2 separate regions of the Mus musculus genome follow, and region 1 is linked to region 2. Evidence: chromatin contacts called from public HiChIP or PLAC-seq data. All regions are on one chromosome and are shown on one strand. The core of a region is the stretch at or near the end of the contact, and the rest is flanking DNA. Distances in the headings are between cores, read along the strand shown. Region 1 has its middle 18 kb from the start of Gm15555. Region 2 holds the start of Samsn1 (SAM domain, SH3 domain and nuclear localization signals, 1).

Region 1 (7,000 bases), core at 3,140-5,639, 75 kb after region 2:
CATAGATCAACAAAGCCAAATGCAGAGAGCTAGAAGACAATTAGCCAATAAACTGCCAACAAAAATATTCTCTTCAAATATAAAAGAATTATACCAAATAAATTGATGATTTATTTTATTTTACCTGCTTAATATTAAGTAGAACCATATAGTTTTTTAATTCTTTTCTACATACTTCAAAGACTACCTGAATTGTCTTTCATTGATCATTTATTGCTTGGTGGACATGGGAGCAGATAAGAAACTGAACCCATCATTTTCACAAATCACCTTAAGAATCACTAACCAGAATGGATACAGAAAATGTGGTACATTTACACAATGGAGTACTACTCAGCTATTAAAAACAATGAATTTATGAAATTCTTAGGTAAATGGATGGATCTGGAGGATATCATCCTGAATGAGGTAACCCAATCAGAAAAGAACACACATGGTATGCACTCACTGATAAGTGGATATTAGCCCAGAAGCTCAGAAAAACCAAGATACAATTTGCAAAACACATGAAACTCAGGAAGAAGGAAGAACAACGTGGATACTTCAATTTTTCTTAGAAGGGGGAACAAAATACCCATGAAGGAGCGATCTACAGAGACAAAGTTCAGAGCAGAGACTGAAAGAATGACCATCCAGAGACCGCCCCTCTTGGGGATCCATCCCATAAACAACCACCAAACCCAGACACTATTGCAGATGCCAACAAGAGCTGGCTGACAGGAGCCTCCTATAGCTGTCTCATGAGAGGCTCTGCCAGGGCCTAACTAATACAGAAGTGGATGCTCACAGTCATCCATTAGACAGAACACAGGGTCCCCAATGAGGGAGCCAGAGAAAGTACCCAAGGAACTGAAGGGGTTTGCAGCCCCCTAGGAGGAACAACAATATGAACTAACCAGTAACCCTAGAGCTCTCTGGGACTAAACCCCCAATCCAAGAAAACACAAGGAGGGATTTGTGCCTCTAGCTGTATATGTAGCAGAAGATGGCCTAGTTGATCATCAATGGGAGGAGAGGCCCTTAGTCCTATGAAGGTTCTATACCCCAGTACAGGGAAATGCCTGGGCCTGGAAGCTGGAGTGGGTGGGTTGGGAAGCAGGGAGAGCCTGGAGGAGATAGGGGATTTTCAGAGGGGAAACTAGGAAAGGGCATAACATTTGAAATGTAAATAAAGAAAATATCTAATAAAAAAGAATCACTAACCTAATATTGTATCTTCAGATGCAAGTTTCTGGAATGATCTAGAACAAAAGAAGCAGAAACCTAGGTTTAGATTTTGTAAGTAGGATTTTAATCAAACAGAAACTATAACATATGCTGTGTTTTGAGAACTGAAATGAATTTTACCTCTCTTTGTGTTCAACTATGGTCTGGAACTCCCCTGACTTTAGATGACAAATCATAGTTAATGCAAATACAATCTTGATCTGGAAATTTATATGAATATGGATGAATTAATATCCATGAAACCTGAAAAGGGAAAGAGTTGAGCTATTTCTACCTATACTAAAGAGCAAATAGAAGAAAATCAATTTCCCAGACTTCCATCCCCAGATATCTGTAGGAAGTTAGTTTCAGACATTTCTTCTGATGATTCTTCCTCCGCTGTTGTGCATGCGTGTGAGAGCGCATGTGCCCAAGCATACACACACAGAGAAAGAGACAGAGACAGAGGCAGAGACAGAGAAAGACAGACCAATACAGACTCAGATCCACCCAGATCATATTTGCATATAATCTATACATGCCCTAACCCATTTTTAATAAGTTCTAGACTATTTATAACATTTGCACTATAAATAATATGACATTAGCTATTTCAGTGTTTTGTTTAGAGAATTATGACAGGAATGATGCTAGCATTGTTTAATACAAATACAATTATTCAAAAATATACACATTAAGTCTATATCTACATATCAAAGAATCTGTATAGAGTGATGGCTGTAATTCTAAGTATTACAATATTGATATAAATTACATAATATCATATAGTACTACATGATATTATATATACATATTATATGTAATATATGTATATAGCCATTATACTCTGTAGGAAAGAAAACATATATGGACAATAATTAACAGTTGCAGCTGAGGTTTAGTTAGAAAGTTGATGGTTAACAGTGAGTGTTCCATAGAACCACCAGATCTCCCTGAGCAGTCTTATCATGGCAAAAAATAGAGATGAACAGGAGTTGTAGTGTAATATAATAGAAAGTAGCCAGCCTCTGAAAACATACAAAGATACAGACAGAGGTGTGTGCATGTGTGTGTGTGTGTGTGTATGTGTGTCTGTGTGTCTGTGTGTCTGTGTGTATATGTGTGTGTGTGTGTGTGTGTGTGTGTGTGTGTGTATAAGTTGAATCTACTGCATCTTGACATTTAACAATTTGGGGGGGGGGAATGTGTACAGAAAACCATATATTTAAAAATATTACAAGGACTGAAGTGGCAAAGTTCAAAGAATTGGCAAATCAGGATCTGCAACAGAAAAGTGGAAGTAAATACATAAAAAGGCATGAACCAAAAACTGTACTTATTTGGACCCTGATTGACATAAGCCAACTCTAAAACACAACGTGAGCCAACAATGGCTCTTTAACCTTTGCTCTACATGTAGGGATGTTCTAGAACTTTTTCTTGTTTGTGTTTAGTGAAGTAGAGGTATTGTGATTACATATTTAAATAATAGTTCTTATTTTATAACTACATATTGAAGCATAAAATCATATGCATGAGTTCTGCTTTATAAAAACACCCAGTGGGGATAGGAATCAGAGGCTAAACTGAGTAAAGAGAAAACAATATTGATGCTTGTTCAGGCTTGACAGCATGAACTCATCTTTACTGTTTCTGCTGTGATAAAGGATAGCAATATGATGATTGAAGCAAGGAGTTTGACTTGTATGTGTGGATAAATACACACATCCTGTGCACACAACCAACTTGGTTGCAGCTTTTTCTCACTGTTGATAGCCCTTAAAGCCAAGTTTAGCCTTTTCTATAAACCTCGGGGTTAAAGCAAAACTAATTACAAAAGTTTCTTTTAATGTGTCAATGCAACCATGGCACAAGGCTTATGTTCAAACAGCCAATATCTGACTTGAGTTAAAGCCCACTCCACAATAGGGAATCCTTATGCTACACTGCTCAGGTGACAAAGAGCTTGAGAGTAGACAGGCCAGGGGTCTAGAGGGAAACCAAATGCCACTGTTCCATTGCAATAAGATGGCTCCTAACGAATTCTGCTGACTCAAAGATCAATCGAAGCAACCCTGGGGAAGAGGAAGCAGAGAGTATAAGAACCAGAGGGGATGGAGGACACTGAGGAAAGAAGAAGCTCTGAGGATCCCAGCACACATGAACTCGCAGACTGATGCAGCATCAGCATCCACCAAGCCGGCATAGTCTGGACAAGATGGGATCCTATAGCCAAAAGGAGAAATGGGCACATAAGGCCTTCATAACACAAAAGCTACCCCCAATTCGTAACCACTTGCAAATAAAAATTTAATCTTCTCTAAACTGTCTCTCTGGGAAACAGACTATTCTCAAGGGTAGGCCACAATCACAGCAGCAGATGGCCAATAGCAAATGAACTTATTTTATCTTTTTTTATCTTATATGTGTGTGTGTGTGTGTGTGTGTGTGTGTGTATGTCTGTGTGTGTGTTTGTGTATATGAATATATGTGTATCTCTGTATCTGTATATTTGTATGTCTATGTGTTTGTGTATATGTGTGTGAATATGTGTGTGAATGTATATGTGTGTGTCTGTGAGTTTGTGTATATGTATGTATGTCTATATGTGTATTTGTGACCATATGTCTGTATGTGTTTCTCTGTGAGTATGTTTCTGTGATTGTATGTGTGCTTCTGTGTGTGCCTGTGTGTTTGTGTGTATGCCTATGTGTGTGTGTATGTGTGTTACTCTGTGTGTGCCTGTGTGTTTGTGTATGTATCTGTATGTCTGTGTATGTGTTTGTCCGTGTGTGTTTGTGTGTGTGTGTGTGTGTGTGTGTGTGTGTGTGTGTACCTTTTTATGCATATGCAAAGTCCAAAGGACAACTTCAAGTCCTTCCTAGTAACTTGTTTAGGAAAGGGTATCTGTTACATACCTCTGTGTATGCCAGGGTAGCTGACTGCCATCATTTGAATGAGATGTACCCCATAACTCTTAGGCATTTGGATTCTTGGCCTCCAGTTGGTGGCCATTAGGAAGGACTCAGAAATGTGTATTTGCTGAAGGAAGTATGTCACTAAAGACAAGCTTGTGGTTTTAAGTGACTCATGTCATTTTATGTCTTCTTTCTTTGCTTCCTGGTTGTGGTTTTTCATGTGAGCTAAACTACTGCTCCAGCCGACATACCTGATGTATGTTCACATGCTTTCCTGTCACAATGCCATGATTCTTATCTCTCTGGAACCATGCACCAAATAATCTCCTCCTTTTATAAGTGGCCTTGGTCATGAAAAGAAAAACCTGAGGCAGAAATTGGAACATGGGAGTCAGGTATTACAGAGACAGACCTGACCATGTGGATTTTTCCACAATTATGGAAGATTTGGATACTTTGAACTAGAAAAGTAGTTGAACACTCTAAAGAGAACTCAGTGGGACATTCTAATAGGACCTAGAAAGTCAGGAGTGCTGAGGGCTTTGCATACTATAAAGACCAAGCACATGATGTCTTAGGGGGACCAATATTAGCAACTGGACTGGAGACCATTCTTGTGATGTTTGGGCAAACATGTGGCTACTTTTTGTCCTTCCCCTAAGAACTTGCCTGAGCTTAAATTTTAAAGTTGTGGAATAATTTCTTTGGTGGAGGAGATTTCAAGGCAGCCTAGTACTGATTCTGTCACATGGTTATTTGACGACACCTTTGGGCAGATCTACAGTGAGAAACAGGCAAATGGGGCAGAAATAAATACAAGATAAGAGTCTTGAGAAAAGAAGGACACTGGAAAGTTTAATGTTCAAGCCAAGGCTTGTGCTGGAAGAGAGGCTGTAGCTGTTAAGGAAATGTGTACCATTATGGAGGGGTCGAAATGCATTTGGAACAAAGGCAATGGCCCAACTCCATCCAGCTAAGACCCCACCCAGCTGTTCTTCCAGCTTGTGACAGGAAAAGACTTTAAAGAAGTTTCTGCTCCTACAAAGCAACAAGAAACACAAGCTGCTGCCCATGTGATTCAAGGGGAGGTGGGCTCACCCCAAGTTGGCAGTCAAACAAGGCAATGTTGTCCACATAGCTCTGGCTTTAGAATCATAAAGAACACAGAAGAAAATGGGTCATGGCATCTTCCTCTACTGTTATGGAGAGCTGCTAAAGCTAGGTTTGTATCAGAGGGGTCTTGGGATGAGGCCTTTGGGTAAAGCTGTATAAAGGAATCCTGGGTTACATTAAAGACCACGAGATGTTGGACTTGCCAAGGCCATGCGAAATATGCCAAAGAGTACTGCACACAGGGAGTAGAACCATCCCAAGAGAAAGAACGAAGTTGCAGGCAGCATAAAAGAAAGAACAGAGCCATCTAAGCCCTTACACATTAGACACAGGGCTTGAGTTTCCTGATGGCTTTTAGTCTTTCATTGATCTACTCTATTCTCACTATGAGCTAGTCCCCATTCTTCCCTTCTGGGACTGCAATGTATGTTCCATTCTAATATTTGTTGGAGTATGTACTTTGTCTTTTTGGTTTTGAGGGGTTTTTTTTTTTTTAATTGTCGTTGTTTGTTTTTTTTTAAGACAGGGTTAAAAGTAAGATGTTGCCTTAAGTCTCAGAAGATACTTTGGAATTCGCTCCTAAGTAGTGTTGATATTGAAAGAATATGGTAACTGTTGAGGTTCTTAATGCATTTGGCATTAATATAGGGCCACAAGACTATGGGAGGCAGGGAGTGAAATGTGCTGGTTTGAATGAGTCACACCCCAGAAACCTTAAGTATCTGAATACTTGAGTTTTGGAGGTTTAGGAGGGGTGGCCTTACAAGGGGGAGTAAGTTACTAGGGGCAGACTTTGAAGTTTCAAGATTCATGCCTTTCTGAGTTGTCTCTCTTTGTTTCCTGCTTATGGTTCAAGATGTGAGGTCTCAGCCTCTAGCCCAGCCAACATGCATGTTGTTCCCATGTTAAATGCTTCTCCTCCATGATGGACTCATTCCCCCAGAGTCGTAAGCCAAATAAACCCTTCATTCTATAGATTACCTTGATCATGGTGTCCTATTGCTGGAATCCTAGCACATTCTCTTGTGTCCACCACCCATCTCGCCATAGGAGCCCAGAGACTCCGAGTATAGTGATGTAGTATCTGACTTTACATGCGTTCTGGGACCCATGACCCATGACCTCAGGTCACCATGTTTACAGGGTAATCACTGTTTTCACTAGGACATCTCCCAGACCAAGTTAATAAAATAAAAATTCATTTAAAAAAATTTAATACAAAATGCTATGGACAGGTATCTAGCATGTGTTCAGAATTGAAAAATGTCTTCCATATTTGTTTATTTAGTTAAGAGTCTGGGCATCCTGGTCAATTTAGTTGACATCAAAATGTCATGATGTGGTCAACCCTGGACATTTTGGAATCTATAATTTGTGAAAGGACCAATCAGAGGCCAATATCTATACTTCCCTTTGAGAACTTGCCCTAAAAGAATTAATCTCCTATCCATACAAGAAGGAGTGAACAGCTGGAAGGGGTAGAGGTGGGTCAGGAGATTGGGTTGTAGAAAGGGTTGAACAGGGCTCTCCTGCTCTATTTAAAATATCTCTGTTGTGATTTCCGTCTTTAGGACTGGATAATATCTAGCCACACTTCCCAGACAGAAGCTCTGAACTGTTAATGAGCCAGTCATATACTAGGGGTGCATTTATGTTCTCAACTGGAAGAAAGTTAGGGGTGGGACAAAAAAAAATATGCCACTAGGTTGAGTAGAGCAGGAGAGGCCAAGTCTCAGAAGAGAGAACTTTGCACAAAAAGTATT
Region 2 (6,543 bases), core at 2,403-4,902:
TTTCATTTTTAATTGGAAATTACCAATGTACCAGATGGAGTTGAGGGACATACTAAACTTGTAGGAATGTATTAACCTTTTAGTATATACCATTACCTATTTTATAATATGTCTTCAGATATTTGAGGGTACCCAATATGGAAGACCTTTGGCTTGTGACTCTCAGTCTTTACTTTTAATCTTTAAGAACATATTTGAGTGACATTCTTCTTACATATAAACTACTTGGATAAAATAATCCTTAGCAAAATAAACAACAGAAAAGAAAAATACCTCACAAGTGATAAAATAAGATGTGGTAAAACTATAATTTGATTTTAAAGTTTAACTTATTAGTAAGTTTATTGATAAGTACTATCCACATAAGAAAATAATACATTATATTGTATGTAGTATTCTATAAAATCTATTACTGAACATTAGAATTATAAATATTTTAATCATCACACTATAGAATCAATTAGAAAATACAAATACCAAAGCCTATTGTTGCAACTTTGTTTTTAGCTATTATATATGAAGGCAAGAATTGTTCAGATTGTATATATGTCTGGCTGCCACATGAATTTTAATACATGTGTAAAGTCTATAAATGTTTAAATAAATATGTCTCTTCCCTTCTGAAACATTTATCAAGTTATTTCTTTGTGTGTGTGTTTGTGTGTGTTCATGTATGCACTTACGCACATGCAACTGCATGTGCAGGTATGTGTCTGAACATGTCTGTACATGTGTGTGTGTGTGGAGGCCACTGTACAATCTCAGGTGCTATTCCTTCTCAGATGTTGTCTGCCTTGGTCTTTGATTTGAAACAGTGGTTTTCACTAGTTGAGTCTTCCTAACTAGGCTAGCAGGACCATTATGCCCAGGTCTATGCCTGTATCTGCCTCCCAAGTGCTGGCTTAAGGGACACATAACACCCCACTGTAAGTTTCACAGAGGTTCTGATGAACTACTGCAGGTCATCATGCTTGCATGGAAAGTATTTTATAGACTGAGCTGTACCCTCACCCTCAACTTACCATTTCACTAGAAGATGCTACATTTTAATTATGTATAGTCATCTTTCTATTTAATAGGATCCAAGAACTTCTTACTCCCATATAATTTAGTACCCATGGGTGTTCTATTTAAACAAAAAGTTCATTAGCTTTTATTTAAGGTAATATCAGATATAATAGATTTCTCCTGCGTGTGGTGTGAGAGGATTAAACCTATGGACAGAAGAGATGCTAGACCATGCAGCTTTATCCAAAACCCTTAATTTATAGTTTTAAAATGTAGCATATGGTGAGTCACAATAAAACCAAGGAAATCCCCTCCATACTTGTGAGCACACAGCACAGGGTCAGGATATGGAAACGATCATCTGATAGATAATCAGTATAAACAGTTACATCCTGTATTTCAGGACAGTTGCTTGCTAGCCCTATTGTGTCTTTCTAGACAGATGTCACACTCCCTTCTTATAGGTGGGGGAGCTTGTACCCCTTCAAATAGCCATCTGTGTAAGGATCAGAATATCATGTGCTCTTACCATGTCCTATGGATTATATGTTTTATTTATGAAATATGCAAAAGTTTTCTATTGAAAACTATGAATTTGTAAGAATTGTTTCTAAGACATAATTATAGCAATTGGAGGGCTATTAGTGTCACAGCAAAAAAATTAAATCCATATATGTCTTCAGTGTGACTATTTCTTGTGATATATTTTTTTTCTCAGGTGCATTGAGTGTGTTTTTATTTTATATATGCAAACATCAATAAGATGACCAATAGTTCACATCTACTCTAGTAATTACTGTGATTAAGACCATTGCCAATAATGAAAGATCATTTTGAAAACAGTTTAGTGAAATGATATACTGACAATATAATGTGCAATACAGTCCTTATGAAATAGTCAAGTGTCATTTTTGAAAAATTTTGAGGTAAGCCACTTTTTATCAATTTTTGTAATATTCCCAAAATATGATCAACTGAATATTTTTATTTAATCAGTGCTATTTTACATAAAAAACAATCATATGAGACTTGAGATAGAGCTCAGCTCACAACAAATATAATCATATGAAGAAATAAAAAATGATTCTTTGAAAAACCTTTCTTGGATATTTTGGGATGTGTTGCTGTGAATTTTTATTTTAGTAATGAAAAAACAGAAAGTGCAATATATTTTTGTACTATGTGTTTCTAAGATGCTTGTTTAACCTTTGTTGACTTTTTTTGCATTAGAAACAATAATGTTGAAAATCATCTAGTTTTAGTTTCCTGTACTTGGAAATAATGAATTCTCAGTTTACTTCAGATCTTTTGCCAAAGGTTTTAAACCGTTGAAGACTGTCCTGTGCCTACTCAGTTCAGAAGGAAAATCAGTCCCCAAACTGTCTCTCTCCCAATGAGAAATAAAAGCTGATGACAAAGTGTAAACTCCTTAAAAACAAAGAATCCACTAGTATTTATCTCACCAACAAAAAGATTGAATTTATTTGAGAAACGTTAGGAATGTATAAACAGGACAGAAATTTTCTGACATCACAACTTCATACTAAAGAAATTAATGTTACTAGTAAATGACGTTTAAAGTTCTATAAGAATGTAAACTTGGCTTTTCCTATATTATTTTTAATGCCAATTGTTATCAAGAGAAAGAATAAAAGAACATACTACATAAGACTGGCTTATCAAATTTACTAATTTATAAATTTTGTGTCTTCTCAAAATAGGGCACAATTCTCTCTAATGACAATGTGAAAATGCATGTCTACTACAAGATATCATAGCTGAACATTCAAATTACAAAAAGAATTTTAAAAAACTAACCTAAAATTTCTCCATTTTAGTCTTCTTACTGTTATGTATTTTAAATATCTACAATTTAACAGATAAAATAATTCCTTCAGAACACTGGTAAGATATTGAACAACCAAGGAATGAAAAATAGGCAGAGAATTCATGATATTAATGGTTAAGTGGAGGCCACCAAACAGAGTTCCATAAAATTATCCTAACCCAATCTTAGCTAACAACATAAAGGGTTGAATCTAATACACAATTGTGAAGACCATAATTGCTCATCAGTATGCAAATTCTTCCATATGTATTTTGATGCACTTAGTCCTCTACTTAAATTAATTTAGAAGTGACAGATAAAATGTCATGTAAGTAGTAGGGTGATGATGTAGGCTGTGAGTGTGCATGTATGCTTGTGTGTGTGTGTGTGTGTGTGTGTGTGTGTGTGTGTGTGTGTGTGAGAGAGAGAGAGAGAGAGAGAGAGAGAGAGAGAGAGAGATGTATGTCACTGTGTGGTTTGTTTGAATGTGTTGTGTGCTTGAATGAGTTTGTGTATGTGTGTGTATACACGTATATGTGCGTATGTGTAAATGGTATGTGTGTGTGTGTGTGTGTGTGTGTGTGTGTGTGTCTGGTGTGTCTGTGTTATACATTTGCAAGTAAGTGTTGCTTTCTAGTACAGTATTTGGTTAGTTTTACTCTGTAAGAAAATAAACTTACCTTCGGTTTTTGGTGTTTCTCCTTGTCTGAGGCATTGGATGGCTTCCTCTTTAGCATTTTGAATTCTGGCCACCTCTAGTGAGCACAGTTGCTGCTGTTACAGAGACAACTGAGAGCAGGCACGGGTGCTCTCCGTGATACCCAGCATCTGATAGCACTGAGGAAGTGTCTGATGTGACACTTCCTCCTCTGGTCAGGATGTGACTTCAGTGTCTGCTTGGTTGAAGGTTTCTTTTTTTTTTTTTTTTTTTTTTCCTTTCCTTCCTTACCGTAATTATTTGGTAACTCTGTACTGTATTCTCGGTGCTGTATTCTATGATATAATTCTTAGCTCACACCTTTGACATGGCTACGGTAATTACTAAGGGTGTAATGGTTTGGAAAACAAAACTTATTTTCTCAGTTTATGTAAAAGAATTTAACACATTAAAAAAGATGGCACAAGAGGAAAATATCTGAACCTTTTAAATGAAATCAAACAGAATATTGTGGATTTTTAAAAGTTTGAGACTATTTAAAGAATTCCATTTTATATTTTTATAATATTTTATTATTTGAGGTTATATAATACACTTACATCATTTCCACCTTTTCATTTTTCTCCTTCCAAATTTTCCAGGGAACCTACCTTTCAATTTCATTGCCCACTTTTTAAATGTGACATATGTCTGTATCTTTCTCAATACATAATTGTATATTTCTACATGACGATCAATTTGAAGTTAAATAATATTAATCCTCCCTAAAGCTACCGTAATAGGGTATAGATTAAAAGTACCTAACTGTAATAGGATTCTAGCTCCAGATATTGATGAGTGGGCATTGGTGACATTGAAAAAGCAAGCATATCATTGTTAAAACCCCCTGATTAATAAAAGAACCACTTCCTGCTACATAGTATACGTACTCTGTACCCTGGTAATGCCTGGTTGGTGGGTGATGCTACCGACTGCTCAGTCCTCTCTCCAGACAAGGCATCCAGTGTCTACTAAGTGGGCCTGGAATAGCCCCAATATGTCTTAAAGGTTTTGCTGAAAGCCAGATCCAGAGATCCAGATAAAAGAGAAGGTTGCTCAGACTTCCTTGAAAAATGAAGCCCTTATCAGATGAGCTTGTGCAGATTGTTTCAAATGCAGGCTCTGGTTAAATGGCCTGCTTCAAGAAAACTTGTACTTTCTGCTCATAAACTCCTCAGATTAAAAACAGTAGCACCATATTTTTAGGAAGTGCTTCTCTAAGAATCATGCTCTGGCCCTCTTTTCTCAGTTGTCCCTCCCACCTCTCTGCCTTCGTCCTGGAGTCCCAGCTGAAATTCACTAATTCGCTTAAATACTAAATTGAATACCCACTCTGTGCTATTGAACGTAGTGGGTACTCAATTTCTATGCAATAAACCTCTTAACTAGCAAGAACAAAATGGTATTTTATGCACTACAATAGAATTGGGTAAACCACTTAAGAGGATTGGAGTTAATAAACAGCTGCAGTGGCAGGAGGGTAATTTTGAGAAGTAAGAGGTTAGTATTTTCAGAACAATGACAGGGGAATAACACCAGACAACCTGAAAACCTAAGGCTCGGTAATTCCCTAGCAGTGTGACTTTCTGTAAATTTTCTGGGTGGTTCTCAGTTAACCCAAGGGAATAAACTATTCCGTCGCCTAAGAAATTAAGAGCCATGAAAAGATATTTTCTTATCTGAGACATCAGTGCTCCTTGTACTCTTCCATCTCTTTGTGAAACGGATGGGAGTTTAATTCAGGAGTGGAATTTGATCAGTTCAGTGAGGAGGATAATGGTGATAGTTCCTAAATGATCGTTTCACTGAGAATCAAAGCTAATGCCAATATGGGCCGCCCTTATGCACCATCACTTCAGAATAGTTTACACCAAAAATTATCTGTAGATAATGAATGAATATTAAATATCAAAGTTATATTTGGAGAATTTTTTATAGTTTACATTTTTATAATGACAACTAAAACAGTGAATATTCAAATTGCTGGTACTAACATTTTGTGTGTGTGTTCAGCTGAAATGCAGTTATGCAACATTTGATATTAACGCTCTTCCAAATTGCCGTAAACCCCTAACTTAAACCTCCATGCCAGTCACTGGAAACACACTTCTAGTTCTTAATTGGTGGTGAGAGCAACTCCAAGAGTCAAACAAAACAATGCATTCTATTGTCATTGTCCTTGGTTACCTCCCAGATGTGAGCATGATATATGGTGATGAAGATAGTACACACTCCAGACATAGGGCTTAGATGAATTAAGCAGGAACTGATCAGGAAAGCTCGTCTGAGAAGTAGCTCCCATGGTGTCAGAAGACATTTATGCAAACTGCTAAGAACTAGTTGCTTAGAAAAATATGCCCAGTGGAACAATCGGAGCATGACTCTCTTGGGGATGACAAACAGCTCTCTCATGGGTTTTATGGCCCAGGCAACAGGAAATCCTTGCATGGTGCTGTAAACGTAGCCAAGGGCCTGTGGCTGGACATGTCATGGACCCTAGAGAAGACCTACTACACTACGAAGGATGAAAGGACAAGGAGTAGGGAGGGGTTCAGGATCTCAGATGAAATAACAAGGGGACTCAGGTGTATATGTAAATAAAGATTAAGTGTATGCACATATGAAATTATCAGAGTATAAATTAGATGATTTTTATAGTAAACAATATTATACTTAAGAATTACATATAAACATCTGTTTGTATATCTAAGCATTTGACCAGTTTTAATACCATAAGGTGGATTCAAATTGTAAATAAAATTAATATTTTTGTTTAAATTTATATATGAAAGATGTGATTCCAGACTTTCATTCATTTAGGAAAATTTTTCTCTGATGGTGAAAAGGTATGATGTATGAGCTCTTATTACAATGCAACCATGCTGCAGTCCTGTTTGGAAGACATCGTGTAACAACTGCTTCTATTAACTTACTTATATTTTAGGGAAGTTTAGATATTTAATGAGTGGCCCCCAAATGGTCCAGTTCAGAAGTCAATTCTACAACAAGA

Evidence for each region. HiChIP or PLAC-seq counts read pairs in DNA pulled down with a chosen protein or histone mark.
Region 1: an H3K27ac HiChIP or PLAC-seq map of the HPC-7 cell line shows a contact between it and region 2, with 7 times the contacts expected there. The contact joins the enhancer-like site here to the promoter of Samsn1 in region 2. A contact is called at or near these places in 1 of 39 promoter capture datasets (macrophages), 1 of 15 datasets of contacts at CTCF or cohesin (CD8 T cells), 9 of 484 Hi-C or Micro-C datasets (the G1E-ER4 cell line, the HPC-5 cell line, Th2 cells and 5 more), 3 of 115 datasets of contacts at active chromatin or transcription factors (the 230-238 cell line, the HPC-7 cell line and bone marrow-derived macrophages) and 1 of 9 other capture datasets (adipose tissue).

The regions. Positions count from the first base shown.
Region 1 is chr16:75,979,697-75,986,696 of GRCm38.p6, forward strand. No RefSeq gene overlaps it. Among named protein-coding and RNA genes, the nearest start is that of Gm15555, 18 kb to the right of the region's middle. Within about 2 kb of position 4,390, at least 46 of the 459 cell types and tissues checked have an H3K27ac peak or open chromatin away from gene starts, as enhancers often do. A contact at or near this core is called in CD8 T cells, the G1E-ER4 cell line, the HPC-7 cell line and 4 more, where this site is marked.
Region 2 is chr16:75,905,614-75,912,156 of GRCm38.p6, forward strand. Samsn1 (SAM domain, SH3 domain and nuclear localization signals, 1) reads right to left here and starts at 3,653. Exons shown (of 8, transcript NM_023380.2): 1 at 3,517-3,653. The coding sequence starts at 3,573.